2 separate regions of the Ovis aries genome follow, and region 1 is linked to region 2. A link is a contact called in public Hi-C data. All regions are on one chromosome and are shown on one strand. The core of a region is the stretch at or near the end of the contact, and the rest is flanking DNA. Distances in the headings are between cores, read along the strand shown.

Region 1 (3,131 bases), core at 8-2,507, 200 kb before region 2:
CACCATGTGGGAGCCGCATGTCACCCAGCGCCAGGTTGGTGCCCAGGAAAAGGCTGGGTTGTGGGAGGGAGTCTCAGTGAATACCCATCTGACCCTGTCCCTGTTTTCTTCCTGACATTCTGGCCCGTCCCAAGGTGGAGAAAGCCTGGGCCCTCCTGCAGAAGCGCATCTCCGAAGCACCATCAGGCCCATGACTGACAGAATTCTCTGTGGGGTCAAAGTGTCCCCTGGAGCTGAGGAGATCCAGCTGTGAGGAGGGATGGAACCTTGAAGCTCACTCTAGCCCGGGCCTAGAGGGCTCTAAGCTAAGCTGGGCAGGGCAGGGCTGGGCCCGCTGGACACAGGAAGCCTACCCAGCTTGCCGGTGTTTGGCCAACACTGAGGATGCAGCTTATGCGGGTGCAGGCCCCTGGTGTTGTTCTAGTCCCGCTCTTGTCCACAGGTCTTTGGTACCCATGCTGGGCTGGGGCCAGGGCAAACACTGGAACTTGTAACAGAATTAAAGGTGAATGTTGCCATGGTATCTGCTTCCTGCTTCAATGACTCTGGGTATCTTTGTGACCCTTGAGCCCCAAGTGCAAGGCCCAGGCCTGAGCTGGAAGCCAGAAGTGCAGTGGTTAAGAATGTGGCTTCTGAAGATAGCCAGACTAAGGCCATCATTGGTCCTGTCACTGGCTAGCTGTGCACTTCTGGATAAGTTCTGGACTTTCCTGGCACCTCAGTTTCCTTAGCTTACAAAGTACCGTAATTTGGCTAACAGGCTCTTTCTTAATTCCACAAGTATCCTGCCAGACTCTGGGCTGGGTATTGGAAGAGCTTCCTTCAACAAGCTACTCGAGCCTCTGGCCTCACAGAGGTTGCATCCGGCAGGGTCGGAAGAGGTGGCCATAAGTGCAGGTCCGGGAAACTCGTTCGGTCCCGGGAGCCCGCTGGGCACGGCGGTGCGCCTGCGCTGCGATATTATGCTGACAAGCCTCTTAAAGGGACCCCGTTTCACGGAATGTGCTTCATGTCGCGGCGGCTGGAACATCTACGCTGAGCAAGAGCAGGGACTAGCAAGGAAGGTGGCCCCGAGGCCACCAGTGTCAGCTCCGACAGCAGGCGGGGCACCACCTAGGCTAGGCTGCAGCCGGGAGTGGGGGTTGTCCTCCGGTGCACGCATGCGCAGCCGCCCCGCCCCCGCCACTGGGCTGCGGGTTGGTGGGTTTGGGTCACGTGAGCGCGCCTCGCCTCTTCCTCCAGGCCCGGGGCCCGCCTGCAGGCAGGTTTCCGGTTCGGTGGGTCGGACATGACGGAACCGGGCGCCTCTCCGGAGGACCCCTGGGTCAAGGCAAGCCCCGTGGGCGCGCACGCCGGCGAGGGGAGGGCGGGTCGGGCTCGAGCACGTAGGGGGTCTGGAAGACTAGGGGACTCCCTGCAGTCCCCAGAGCTACCCCCGCTCCTCGGGCCCTGGGGCTGCAGAGAAGACATCTCTCACCCTGTGTGTGCCAAGGTGGGAAGACAACTGAGGCGTGTGTGCGCGGTTGTGAAGGGACGGGACTGGAGGGCTGGGGGCGTGGAGTGGGCGGACGGGGTCCTGCCGAAGGGCGGCGCTCCCGCGGCCTAGCCGCTCTTGGCTTGGGGGGAGTCCTGCGACTGCCCGCGCACCCCAAGTGTGTACGTATGTGTGTCTGTGTGTGTGTACACGCGTGCAGGGGCGGAGGAGGCCTGACGGGCTTCTCCCTTGTTCGGTGCCGCAGGTGGAGTATGCCTACAGCGACAACAGTCTGGACCCTGGTGAGTGCCTCTCCCACCCTCTTCACTTCTGGAGGGACACTGCACTTCAGCCCGATGGATTCGCGAGGCCTTGGCAGCCACACCTGAGCACAGCCCACCGTCCCTAAGCTGAGCGGGCCTGAGCAGCGAGGGAGGCTCTGGAGGACAGGGGCAGGAAGCATCAAGGGTGACACTTAGTTCCCTCTGCCCTGGAGCAGGGAAGTGATGGAAACAGGGCCAGCCGGTCACTCTCCATCATCACGCCCAGATGCCGCTTTGTGAGCCAGGAGGTATCCGTGCAGGCCTGTGGAGCAGTGTAGACTAGGGACGGGAGCCCTGCGGCATGGCACGACAGGAAGTGGGTGGCCCAGGATGGCTGGCTTTGGGGTTGAAGGAGAGAGGTCAGCATTTAGGGCTCAGGAAGCCATTGGGCCCACAGGTGTCTGAGAGCCTAGCAGAGCCCCTCCCCCTATTCTATTCCTTAGTGATTGGAGCCTCTCTTTTTCCAGGGCTTTTTGTAGAAAGCACCCGCAAGGGGAGTGTAGTGTCCAGAGCTAATAGCATCGGTTCCACCAGTGCCTCTTCTGTCCCCAACACAGGTAGGCGGCAACATCCCCCCACCCGGGGAACCAGATGTGCCTTCATTTTAGTCTTTTTCTTAGACAGGACAGCTCCTGCCTTCCACATGGGGGCGCTGGAACCCTAGTTCTAGACACAGGGTTTCATTCTCACGTCATCTAGGGTATTAGGTTCTCGTATCCATCCGCCATCTCTGGGCACCAGGTTCTTCCCAGCTGGGGAAAGTGGGCTAGCTGGGCCCCACTGGGCACCAGAATGACCTCTTCCTGCCCCCAACCCTGAGCGTAGATGACGAGGACAGCGATTACCACCAGGAATCCTACAAGGAGTCCTACAAGGACCGGCGGCGGCGAGCGCACACTCAGGCCGAGCAGAAGAGGAGGGACGCCATCAAGGTGATTGGGGAGGCCCGCACCTCAGGGAGCGCCTGCACACTTCAGATCCGCTCTGTCCTGGCCCCGTCAGACAGTCCCAAGCAAGCTTGGGGGTAGCTAGTCTAGGCCCTGGACGCGAACTTCTCCCCGCTTTCTACCCCTCTGAGTGAGCGAGCATGGAACGTGGTATCGTGGAAGAAAAGCTGCGTGCCCACTTGTCTTGGCCCCTCATAAAGGCACCCGTTTCCCCTGCTCTCTCCACAGAGAGGCTATGATGATCTACAGACCATTGTCCCCACCTGCCAGCAGCAGGACTTCTCCATTGGCTCTCAGAAGCTCAGCAAAGCCATCGTGCTGCAGAAGAGTACGGCCCGGAGAGCGCTGGAGGGCTTGGAGCCAAGGGGGCTGTGAGAAGGCTGGAGC
Region 2 (3,045 bases), core at 224-2,723:
ACAAGAATGATTGAATGTAGCTAACTGTTGAAGCTGAATGATGGACACAAGGGAGTTCACTATGCTATTCTCTTGACTGTATGTTTGAAATTTTCCATATTAAAAATTTCCCATATTAAACAGTTAATTCCCCTCAGAAAAGAGAAATCAGGTATTGATAATAATTGTTAATATTTGCTGAGTACTTTTCCCTGGCATATTCTGAAGTATTTATGGTCTCTGTCACATTTGATTTTTACAACCACCTTGAGGTTGTTTTACATTTTACAGATAAAGGAAATAAAAAAATTGGGGCTTAGAAACTAAAAATTGGGTGAAGTAACTTGCAAAAAGTCATTCTGCTAGTAAATGATAGCCAGAATTTAAATTCAAGCAGAGTGACTCTAGGTCCATGAGCTTATTTTAACTGTTTATTCAGTCTTTTCCTTTTTCCTAGCTTCATCTCACTTCTTGAGAATTTGGGACTCTATTCCTCTATTTTCCTCTACTTATCAACTATTGGCTTCTGGGTAAATCATTTAACCTGACTGAGCTTCAACTCCTCATGGATGAAATGATAAATTTTTACTACTCCTACGCATAGGGGAGTAAAACTGAACTACTCCATAGAGGTTAAAGTAACACATGTAATGCACTTGGTATATGGCAAGTCCCCCACAATTGCTGTTTATTTTTATATACATATAATCCTTTACTCTGAAACAGCGGGAGCAGAAAACTAAGGACCTTTCCTTGTTATAGAAAGCTCTCAGAAGCACAGAGTGTCAGAACTCTTTTATGTTCTCGATAAGAAAACAAGGAACCAGAAAGATGAAGCAACTTTCGAGGCTCACAAGGTTTGTGGCAGGCTATGTATAGTCCTTAAGACCTTCATCTCCAAAGCTGCCCACTTTGAACGATCTTGATCACCCTCTTTCCAAAGGCCTCGCTGACCTGTGAGCTCCTGGATGGTGACACGGTCCAGGATCTTGAAGCTCGTGTCCAGTTTCAGAGGCTGGCTGCAGCGCTGACACACGAAGCTCACCTGCATGGTGCTGCTGGATGTCTTAGACCCCTCCATCCCTGCGGCGGTGGAAAGGAGACGACGTTAGGAAGAACAGGCGCCCTTGAACCCCGGGTTCGGAGCTACCACCTGACTTGCTGTTGTGGTGAAGGGGTAAAAATCCCCGCCTGCACCTTTCCCTGTAGGAACGGTAGGATACCAAGCGGACCTGCTTCCGGGGCTGACCCGGCAAAGGCAGTTTACAGCCCAAAGTCAGGGAGGGTCTGCAATAGGGGCTGTCAGGGTTCCCAGGTCCCCTTCGATAGTAGCCGTTCAGCCCCCAACGCTTTTCACCTCGGGACCCGGAGCCCGCCACCCTGATCCGGTCTACCGCGGGGGTACCGCGGCTTCGGGTCTGTCTGCGAGGGGGACTTCCAAGACTGCCATCGCCCAGCCTTCAGCTACTTCCCGGTCCGCCGGGGGAGGACTTCCGCCGGGACCGGACTTGACGTCACGATGACTGCCGCGCCTCAGGGCGTCAGTCATGGTCGACCCGCTTTCGCCTAGCTGCGACCTCTAGAGGCTGAGCTGGGAAAGGCGGCAGGCGTCGGCCTGGGGGCTGGTGTTGCGAGCGGAAGTGGCCCGACCGAGTTGGGAGCGAGTCGCTAAAGAGTCCGATACAATTTAGCGAATAAACAAACAACCCCTGGACACGCCACCATTTTCTAACTCAGTGACTTTTCTTCAGATTTGTCACTTCTTAGCGGAGCCACTTTCGTTATTCACTACGGTATCAATTTTTAAAATTTCTCATTGGGAGAACTGGGCGTTTTTTTTGAAACGCTGACAAAGAGGTAGACACTTGGAAGGGCAAGTGAGGGGGTAAACCTTGTTGTGTTTCATTGTATAAAGTTTCAGTTATGATAAGGGAAAGTCCAACACTTTAGATATTGGAATATAAAGTTATGAAACTAAAACATTTTTGTGTTGGTGCAGGAGTACCCATGGAAGAGAATAAAGTTAAAAAATAGACCATGTATGGGGGGCGGGGTGGATTTAGTGGGTGATAAAGCTAATATTTAAAGTTAGTGGGGAAGTGATCTACTTAATAAGTGATGAGTGGGACCAAAGAGCCATTTATTTATTTATTTATTTTAATTTTAAAATCTTTAATTCTTACATGCGTTCCCAAACATGACCCCCCCTCCCACCTCCCTCCCCACAACATCTCTCTGGGTCATCCCCATGCACCAGCCCCAAGCATGCTGCACCCTACGTCAGACATGGACTGGCGATTCAATTCTTACATGATAGTATGCATGTTAGAATTCCCATTCTCCCAAATCATCCCACCCTCTCCCTCTCCCTCTGAGTCCAAAAGTCCGTCATACACATCTGTGTCTTTTTTCCTGTCTTGCATACAGGGTCGTCATTGCCATCTTCCTAAATTCCATATATATGTGTTAGTATACTGTATTGGTGTTTTTCTTTCTGGCTTACTTCACTCTGTATAATTGGCTCCAGTTTCATCCATCTCATCAGAACTGATTCAAATGAATTCTTTTTAACGGCTGAGTAATACTCCATTGTGTACAAAGAGCCATTTAAATGGTAGTGAGCTCAATCTTCTACTCACTGTTTACACCAAAAGAAGTTCCAAGTTAGTCACAAATTTAAGCGTCAAAAATACAATTGGGAATTCCCTGGCAGTCCAGTCGTTAGCACTATAAGCTTTCATTGGTGAGGGCGCCAGTTCAGTCCCTGATAGGGGAACTAAAAATCCCACAAGCCGTGTGGCAAAAAATAAAACAATGGTTAAAGGTACTATATGAAAGCATGAGTGAATATTTTTTATAATCTTGAAGTAGAGAAGGGCTGTCTAAGCATGACATGAAAATCAGAAATAAAAAGGAAAATATTGACTTTTACTCCTTAGAAATTAAACTTTCTGGATTTCCCTGTCCTTCCACTGGTCAAGACTCTGCACTCTCAATGCAGGGGGGCATGGGTTTGCTCCCTGGTTGGGAAAGATTCTGCATCTTGGTGTGCTGTGGCCAAGAATG

The links. A called contact is a pair of places that touch in the nucleus more often than the background predicts.
Region 1: a Hi-C map of liver shows a contact between it and region 2, with 4 times the contacts expected there. The contact joins the promoter of MLX here to the promoter of BECN1 in region 2. A contact is called at or near these places in 4 of 16 Hi-C or Micro-C datasets (blood, liver, muscle and 1 more).

What each region holds. Positions count from the first base shown.
Region 1 is chr11:42,376,965-42,380,095 of ARS-UI_Ramb_v3.0, forward strand. It overlaps MLX (MAX dimerization protein MLX), which reads left to right and starts at 1,258. Exons shown (of 7, transcript XM_060395649.1): 1 at 1,258-1,330; 2 at 1,740-1,776; 3 at 2,265-2,354; 4 at 2,623-2,729; 5 at 2,973-3,072. The coding sequence starts at 1,289. COASY (Coenzyme A synthase) reads left to right here. Exons shown (of 9, transcript XM_060395642.1): 8 at 1-34; 9 at 135-523. The coding sequence ends at 194.
Region 2 is chr11:42,580,985-42,584,029 of ARS-UI_Ramb_v3.0, forward strand. It overlaps BECN1 (beclin 1), which reads right to left and starts at 1,474. Exons shown (of 11, transcript XM_060395652.1): 1 at 1,337-1,474; 2 at 934-1,062. The coding sequence starts at 1,060.